Regions from separate parts of the Sus scrofa genome. Here region 2 is linked to region 1. The links are chromatin contacts, called in public Hi-C maps. All regions are on one chromosome and are shown on one strand. Each heading gives the region's core, a stretch centred on a gene start, on an enhancer-like site or on the middle of the called end of the contact. The rest is flanking DNA. Distances are from core to core; before and after follow the strand shown.

Evidence for each region. A called contact is a pair of places that touch in the nucleus more often than the background predicts.
Region 2: a Hi-C map of liver shows a contact between it and region 1, with 3 times the contacts expected there. The contact joins two enhancer-like sites. A contact is called at or near these places in 1 of 5 promoter capture datasets (liver) and 5 of 47 Hi-C or Micro-C datasets (liver and skeletal muscle).

The regions. Positions count from the first base shown.
Region 1 is chr15:8,895,659-8,900,631 of Sscrofa11.1, reverse strand. All of the region lies in intron 8 of KYNU (kynureninase), which reads left to right. Among named protein-coding and RNA genes, the nearest start is that of KYNU, 85 kb to the left of the region's middle. Within about 2 kb of position 2,026, at least 2 of the 83 cell types and tissues checked have an H3K27ac peak or open chromatin away from gene starts, as enhancers often do. A contact at or near this core is called in liver, where this site is marked.
Region 2 is chr15:9,068,852-9,073,376 of Sscrofa11.1, reverse strand. No RefSeq gene overlaps it. Among named protein-coding and RNA genes, the nearest start is that of KYNU, 88 kb to the right of the region's middle. Within about 2 kb of position 2,511, at least 2 of the 83 cell types and tissues checked have an H3K27ac peak or open chromatin away from gene starts, as enhancers often do. A contact at or near this core is called in liver, where this site is marked.

The sequences.
Region 1 (4,973 bases), core at 777-3,276:
ATACCAACTCACTCCAGTCAGAATGGCCATCAATAATAAGTCCACAAATAACAAATGCTGGAGGGGATGTGGAGAAAAGGGAACCCTCCTACACTGTTAGTGGGAATATAAATTGTTACAAACACTATGGAGAACAGTATGGAGGTGTCTTAGAATTCTATACACAGAACTATCACCTGACCCAGCAATCCCACTCTTGGGCTTATATCCAGACAAAACTTTCCTTAAAAACCACACATGCACTCAGATGTTCATTGGAGCACTACTCACAATAGCCAAGACATGGAAACAACCCAAATGTCTATTGACAGACAATTGGATTAGGAAGATGTGGTATATATACACAATGGAATACTACTCAGCCTTAAAAAAAGAATGAAATAATGCCATTTGCAGCAACATGGATGGAACTAGAGATTCTCACACTGAGTGAAGTAAGTCAGAAAGAGAAATACAAATGCCATATGATATCACTTATACCTGGAATCTACTGTAAGGCACAAATGAACCTTTCCTCAGAAAAGAAAATCATGGACTTGGAGAATAGACTTGTAGTTGCCAAGGGGGAGGGGGAGGGAGTGGGGTATTGGGAGCTTGGAGTTAATGGATGTAGACTATTGCCTTTGGAATGGATTAGCAATGAGATCCTGCTGTGTAGCACTGGGAACTATGTCTAGTCACTTATGATGGAGCATGACAATGTGAGAAAAAAGAATGTATACATGTATGTGTTGCTGGGTCACCATGCTGTACCGTAGAAAAAAAATGTATTGGGGAAATAATTTTTTAAAAAGCCATTGTGTTATAATGTGAATATATAAAGTTATCAGGACTGCAGTGCTACAAGGGAAAAAATTAAGCTGTAATATTCCATGTTTCATTTTAATTAACAAAAGATGAACTAAATTTGAGAGATAGTGAGCTAGCGCTTCACCTGAAAAGCTCAGCACAGCCCTATGTATACTATTATTCCACTGGTTAGAAACATTTTCAGTATTGTGCTAGGGCATATGGCAAAGACAAAAACACAGGGCATTCCTTGTTTTATTGAAAGGGATTTTAAATATATTTTAAACTATTATTGACTGTTCAAGGAACATCATTTCAAAAGATGCCAAGTCTGAATAAACTGTTTATGCAATAATGCAACAGAAATAAAGGATCTCAAATAATACTCTTTCACCATTTAACTTCAGTTTACAGAGTATTTATTGACAATTGCATGACTTCATTATTTGTTCATTCATTCATTTATTCAACATTGAGTTCATATTATGTAATAGTAGAGGACAGTAAACTGAAACATTGCTACAGGAAATTTATGCAACCAGGGCTATAAGGTGAGAAAGAAAACAGAGAGTTTGGAATCTTCCCAAGGAAGTAATCTTGTGATCAAAATATGAGCTACCAGGCAAATGAGGTTTATGTAAATAGAGGAGTTGGGTGTAGGGCACCTGAGACAGGAAAGCCATAAAGAACTAGATCATAAAGGTGTGTAAAAGTCATGCCTAGGAAAATTAGTTACATTCTGAAGTTAATGGAAGGATCTTTGAAGGGGCACAGTTTATAATCAAATGTACGATTTAGAAAGTTCATTGGAAGAAGGTAGGCTAGAAGTAGTCAGAAAGGTTGGAAAACTGCTGCCATAGTTTGGGGATTGAGTATAAGAGGTGGGTGACAAGGTGCTATGCTTGTATGTAGTTTTATCAATAAAAGCGTTCAAAACTGTGGTTAATTTTAATAAAAATCTGTTCAAAAATATTTTACTTCTATTTTTTAAATTGCATAAAGTGTGCACTCAAGCATGCAGTTTATGTTTTCACATACTCATACTGTTTTACCTATTTTTATTGGTAAAATAATGAAAAAACTGATGGCTATACAGAGGTTTTGGAGAACTAATAGTTTTGGGTTTTTTTAAATGATTTTTGTTTTTTCCATTATAGTGAGTTTACAATGTCCTGTCAATTTCTACTGTACAGCAAAGTGACACAGATACACACACACACACAATTGTTTTGTTTTTAAGATGCTGCCATCTAGTGAAACTTTTATAAAATCACTTTGTGATCTCATTCAAGTTTGTATCTTAAGGTCATTTTCTCAAAACAGTTACATTTTAATAATTTATGTTCTCTGCCATCCATGCGGAAAAAATTGTACCTCCATTAAAACGTATTGTTTGAGCCGCAGGTGATTTTTTCATATGGTGCCACAGATGTGACCACAGGGCTTTTAATAACAGGATGAAGTAAGTGAAGTTTCATGGTTTCTTCATTGTGCCATTCTTTATAAATAACTGATGATAAAATAAAAGTGTGGCCTTTTTAGTCCTTGAGTTTTCTAAGAAAAGTTAAGTTGTAAAAACCTGCCTATAAAAAGTTAACTTGTAAATATCTCGTGGTTAAAAAAATCACTTTAAATAGAAGTGTTGGTGAGAAAAAACAGAATTTTAAGTTCAGAACCATTTTCCCCAAAACTTAGTTTCAGTATTAAAAGTGCATCTTAAAATTCAATTTGTGTGTGTATCTGTATATATTTACTGAACCTAAATATTAGTTTGCATACCTAGGTTTTAATAACCTCTAAATCTTGATAGAGATTAATTGTATTTTCCTTCCAGTTGCTCCAAAAACTTACATAGCATAAAGGATCTATCATAATTTTTACAAAATGTGTTGCTCATTTTTTGTGTTTGAGAAACAAAACACCTGTAAGCACCTTTTATTTTATCAAATTCTAATTGTGACCACATTAAAATGAGTAAGGTTTCTAATTAACCGAGTCTCCAATATATTGTTTCTGCTATGGTAATCAATGCTATAGGTTAGAGGTCAGACAGTGTTTTTCGTAATGGGAAAATTAGTAAATACTTTAGACTTTTTCATTTATGTGATCTCTGTTGCAATGATTCACTTGTGCTTGCCAAAGCAGCCACAGACACTATTTAAACAAATAAGACTGGATGAAACTGGTTGTGATCAAGTATAACTTCAATCATTAAAAACAGGTCATAGTTCACACCCTCTATTCTCAGGAAAATACCTGTAATAGCTGTTGGGATTATTTATTCTTAAGAGGTGTTAGAGCAATATAAAATTGGTCCCTCTGAAATCATTTACCTCAAAAACCTCAATCTATAGATGTATTTCTTCAAAGTTGCAGGATGTCTTCAGTTTTTAGAATGTGATTATGTATGCTCTTAATAAGCTAACAACAGAATTCAGAAGACATGTGCAAAGTGAACTATCATTTAATGATCATTTTTTTAAAAATTCATGTTCATGTATAGTTATCTTAACACATCTTATAGAGAAAGAATCCCTATCGTCTCTAGCTTAATGTTTTCACATTTTGATATGCAGAAAGATATATGGGCTTGATGGTAAGCCATTAAATTAGAAAATTACCACGAGTAAAATTTGGATAGTATTTTTCTCCTAACATTTACAATGTAAATAATGCTGGTAAAAGCAATCTAACTTAGCCAAAATGTAGCCTTTATTTTCCATACTGTATGTAAATAATGTAGACCTTTTTATTTATTTATCTTTTTGAGATACTGGAATTTAATTTCTAATGTCTCAAATAGAAACAGAAGGGAACAACTGGAATAAGAAATTAGGCCTTAGCTTCCATGGCGATTTTTTATTTTAATTTTTCTTTTTTACTTTTTAGGGCCACACCCACGGCATATGGAAGTTCCCAGGCTAGGGGTCAAATCGGAGCTACAGCTGCTGACCTATTCCACAGCCACAGCAACGCGGGATCCGAGCCACATCTGTGACCTACACCACAGCTCATGGCAATGATGGATCCTTAACCCACTGAGCGTGGCCAGGGATCGAACCTGCATCCTCATGGATCCTAGTTGGGTTCCTTAACCGCTGAGCCACGAAGGGAACTCCTGTAATTTTTAGTTTTTTATACAGTAATAATTGTGAGGCTATTTGTCAACTGAAGATACATATAAAACATGAAGAACAAAACAACAAAACACCTACTCCATATTGTTCTGGGAACTTAGTGGAAAGAGAGGCTCAGTTTCTAAAATACTGAATTCTGCATGAAGACGTAAAGAACATTTGAGACAATACAAGTAAGTAACTGAGATAAAGTAGATACAGAGAGTAAGACACTGTTAGTGTCTCAAGACAATGTTTAGGAAGAACCCAGTACAGAATTAAAAAAATATCATTTTTATGGATTACCTTTGTCAGCTGATCTAGGTGAGCCTTGGTGGTAGGGATCCTATTAAACTTAACTGAGGGCACTCATGCATCTTGACCATTAAGGGGAAGTGGGGAGAGTAGCTGATCCAGGCTGAGCCCAAGGGAGGATGACTCCCATTTGCAATTTTTTCATCTTCCATCTGGGTCAGCAGGTTGACCCAAGCAAGTCCTCCTCATAGAGGTGGCAGTGGGCAAGAGAGAGCAAGCTGAATCACTCAAGTGATTTGGAGACTGCATTACATGTACTAATGTTCCACTGCTCAAATCAAATCCCAGTGGCAGAAAACTGCATTCTGTCCACAGTGAAGGAACTGAAATGTTATATCTCAGAAGACATGAATACCGGAAAAGACAAAGAATCAGAATCTCTAAGTCAATTTACCACAGCATGTGGTACTGATTGAATTAAATGTAGACATGATGTGTGATTAAATAATAAACTTAAGATTTTATTAACTCCTTCAGGTTATTATACTCAAACAGTAGTTCTCAAACTCTTTAGTAATGCAAATTTTTCACTCTTAAAAATCATTGAGATCCTCAAAGAGGTTTTAATATTGTTTATAAATATCTCCATTTACTGTATTTGTAGTTAAAACAGGATTTTAAAATACATTTATTTATTTATTTTAGGAAAAAAGTAATAAACCCATTACATTAACATAAATAATAGACTGTTAGGAAGCAAAACAATAGTTTCTAAAAAAACAAAAAAGGAATGTTTTCTAGTTGGCAGTTTTT
Region 2 (4,525 bases), core at 1,262-3,761, 170 kb before region 1:
TTGGCACAAAGCTATAGATGGCATCTGACTGCAAATATTTTTACTAAGGTCAATTAATTCAGGTATTTTCTTAATGAAATAATTATATGTGTGTATACACATATGTGTATATATAATAATATGCATATGTATACCTTTTTACAAAGGTATCTATGCTGATGACAAAACAAAAAGTTAGATGTAACTTTAATATATAAGAAGGGGATCTAGTGTTGTCTTTGCAAAGGCACAGATTCAATCCCCAATACAGTGGTTAACGATCCATCATTGTTACAGCTGTGGTATATAGGTCACAGCTGCCTGTCAAATTCAGTCCCTGGCCTGGGAACTTCCATATGCCACAAGTGCAGCAGAAAAAGAAAAAAAAAAGAATGATTACATAAAAAAAAGGAATTAGCAATATTTAAAGAATTTGTATGTTTTTCATATAATTAGTGATCCCTCTAATTTTTATATTTTCTAGTTTTATAATGTATTACAGTATTTATATAAATTATGATTATATTCTTTAAAATTTAAAAATATATAAAAATACATACCTTGTTAAACCACCTTCTATGCTTAAAACACATCTCACATCTCATTTGACTTTCACAATAATGATTTTAAAATGTCATAATTATTCTACTTTGCTGACAGAAGACTGAGGCCTAAATTGAAGTTACTTGCCAATATCTCACAGATAATGTAAAATTTAGTTCTAATAATCATGTTTTCTTTTTCAGAATATTCTTTGTATTACAACATGCTGACAGGATATGAACAATTACATCTCATAGGTAATAAATATATTTTACCATACGTATGAACTTTAAAATTTATATTTATAAAGCAGTAGTTTTAAATATGCAGGCCTAAAATGATAATAGCTATTTTTAAAATTCCATATTGACAAATTTAACTTGTGGCAAATACATTTCTTATCAAAAGAAAGATTTTCAAATTGCTAAACATTGAATGGGACACCACCATTGAGATTTCCAATAACTGGTTGCCGTGAGGGACACTGAATTTCCTTGTAATACAAGCACAGCCTACGGGTGCTATATTTAAAACTACATTGGCATTTCTATTAAAATCTAATCTTTCCAAGGGTTTATGCCAAAGCCATAAAAATTCTACCTGACAGAAAGGCAGAATTGCAAGTCTTTGTGGAGACTGTTTTCTTCCCTTTCACATAAAACCAGTCTACCTGTTTGTTTTCTTCATGGCATCTAAACACTTTAGCAGAACCCAAACCTTGGATAACTATTAGGCAGTTAAAGTTTATCAGCAGTCTACGAATTTGAGGAACTGTTAGCTGACCATTCTGTCTGAAGACTTGCCTAGTCCAAATTCTGTTCTTATAAACCTAAAAGAAGCTTTTGGTTAATACTAATGGATTAAAAAACAAGAACATTTTGAGTCACTGTGCCAACAGTATATATTGAACATAAAGAAATGAAATGTTGGGTTTTCCATGTTGTTCAGAAAGCTGGAAAGATTGCACAAGCCTGTCAGCTATCACTCAAAGATGTATGAATTTTAAAACTTCTTTGTAATTATTTCTCTATTATTCAATTAAATATACTTTTTTTGAAACCTAGAATTTTTTGCTTGTAATCATTTTATTACTGCAGGAGATAAAGAGAATTACTAGAGACAGTTCTGTCCTCAAAGGGCTAACAATTTCATTGCAGAGATAAAATAAACCTATAAAAAAGTGTGGTTCAAATACATAATTGTAATCACTGTGAAACATTTGCTAAGAATATAAATGAAAAATCTTGGGCCATTGAATACAATTTAACTATTGCCTCACTTCTTAAGGACTTTATGACTGAAAACAACATGATGCAATTGTGTTCATAAGGTACATTAGGAAACTGGTAGTTATTGATCAAACTGAGTCTCAGTTTTTTTAACCGTAGGGCAAGAATTGGATATAATCAGTGTTTTTCATGCTTAAAAGGAATTATTCCCCCCCCCCATTAGTGGGCATGAAATCAATTAAATGGGTCACAACCAGCATTCTTTTATAAAATAGTATAGAATAGATAATTTATAAAATTTCAAAGTGCATCACATAGTGCAAGTGTTGATTCATGAAACTTTTTTTTAAGGTGCATGTGTATATTTGCATATGTTATCCATCATAACATATATTTCTTTTGTGGATCAAAATATGTAAAACTTAGATTGACTAGTTTCATTCCATCTCTTAAGGTCTGTAGTCTTGTAAACTGTCTCAGATTTCATCATGCTGTTTCAACACTGTTTCACATTAAACATTAATCTACACTGGCTTTCAACATTCATGAGTTTAAACAAAAAAATTCTCTGCTATAATCCCTGTTCTTCCAACGTTTTTGTAGAGAATATGAAGGTTGGTAGTATCTCACATGTGTCATGACCTTTCTAGTATAATTTTTCTAATTTGCAGTTATTTTCTAGGCATTGAGGCATATCTGTCCTCAGACACATTGCCAGTCCTTGAAATATTTGCTAATGCTGTATTTCAGGCAGAGTACTGTGCTGACCTCAAATAACAGGGATCATTCCTAGGACCTTATAGCTCAACTCATAAACTGAATTCTCTGAACTTTGTGTTTTGTTTTGTTTTTTAACCTTGTTCAAACGGCTGAGAGGGCAAAAGATGTTACCACTTTCATATTTTGCCACTTCTCTTGCCTTAAGAATCCCTTCCTGTTCCTCCAGCCAAAAGATAAAAGTCTTTGTGTAGTTCATTTGTCTATTTTCTTCTGGCATTCCAAACGCTACACTTTCTGGCTCTGCTGTATAGTTTAGGAGTTTTGGAGTCAACACATATATCCCAGGTCTCTTTTGATAGCCGGCTTTTTGATGAGTGCTTATCATTTGTAGGTCAAACAGACAGTCAAAAAGTAGGAGGAAGAAAGAAGCTTCTAGCTTCTGGTTCCTACAGTTTGGTAGCTGTTGAAAATTGCTAGAGATGCAGAGAAGGGATATGAGGTTGGACTTAAGCAATCTGGCATAGGAGATCAACTTTTCAGATTCAATCTTGGTTGAGATTTATCCAATTTTTTGTTGGATAAAACAGCAACTACATACAGATGGCCGAGAAACACATGAAAAGATGTTCAGCGTCACTCATTATTAGAGAAATGCAAATCAAAACCACGATGAGATACCACCTTACACCAGCCAGAATGGCCATCACCCAAAAGTCTACAAACAATAAGTGCTAGAGAGGGTGTGGAGAAAAAGGAACCCTAGTACACTCTTGGTGGGATTGTAAATTGGTGCAACCACTGTGGAAAGCGGTATGGAGATGCCTCAGAAAACTAAACATAGAACTACCATTTGATCCAGCGATCCCACTCCTGGGCATCTATCCAGAGAAAACCACGACTCGCAAAGACACATGTACTCCAATGTTCATTGCAGCACTCTTTTCAATAGCCAAGACATGGAAATAACCTAAATGTCCATCAACAGAGGAGTGAATCAAGAAGATGTGGTACATATACACAATGGAATATTACTCAGCCATCAAAAAGAACGAAATACCAGCATTTGTAGCAACATGGATGGACCTAGAAACTATCATGCTAAGTGAAGTCAGCCATACAATGAGACACCAACATCCAATGCTTTCACTGACATGTGGAATCTGAAAAAAGGACAGATTAAACTTCTTTGCAGATCAGATGCTGACTCACAGACATTGAAAAACTTATGGTCTCCGGAGGAGACAGTTTGGGGGGTGGGGGGATGTGCTTGGGCTGTGGGATGGAAATCCTGTGAAACTGGATTGTTATGATCATTATACAACTACAGATGTGATAAATTCATTTGAGTAATAAAAAAAAAAAGAAAAAAAAAAACAAAAACAGCAACTAAAACAGTTTCCAACAACTAAGCATCAGCATAAGCTCATGGACTCCTCCAGCACAAGGACTTTTACAGCTTTTGATATTTATATATCACATCTTTTTCTTTTTTACTTCTCTATACAACACTACCTTTTTCCCTTCTACTCTTTATATCCTTTCAACACTTCCATAACCAATCTCCAGAATAAATTTCCTTTCTATTACTAGAGTTGATTTGTATTCCTAGTAAAACGCTAACTAAAAACCCCATATATGTTAAAATCCTTCATTGCAACTGGGGATAGGAGACACATGTCACCGAAAAACACTTCTCAGAAGAATCTCAGTTCCAGCTCTGGTTTAGTCTATGACTAATCAAGGGAGTCATTTTGCCTTGGGTTTTTTTAGTCATTTTAGTAACTTTTTTTTAAACCAAAAGTACTTGAAGTAGATTCCATGTTCCTGGATCAGATTGGAATATTTTCAACAAAAATTTATTCACCTGTGACCTCCTCATAGGGAGTATATTTCTTCACTCCATAAAAGTTTGGTATGGCCATATCATTTCTTTTGACCCATGGGATGTGACATGAGTAACAGCATTAAAGAAATAGGTCTATGCCTATTGAGCATCCACATATTGCCGCCAGCCCCTTGCAGAACTCCTGACGGATACTAGAAGAAAATCATCC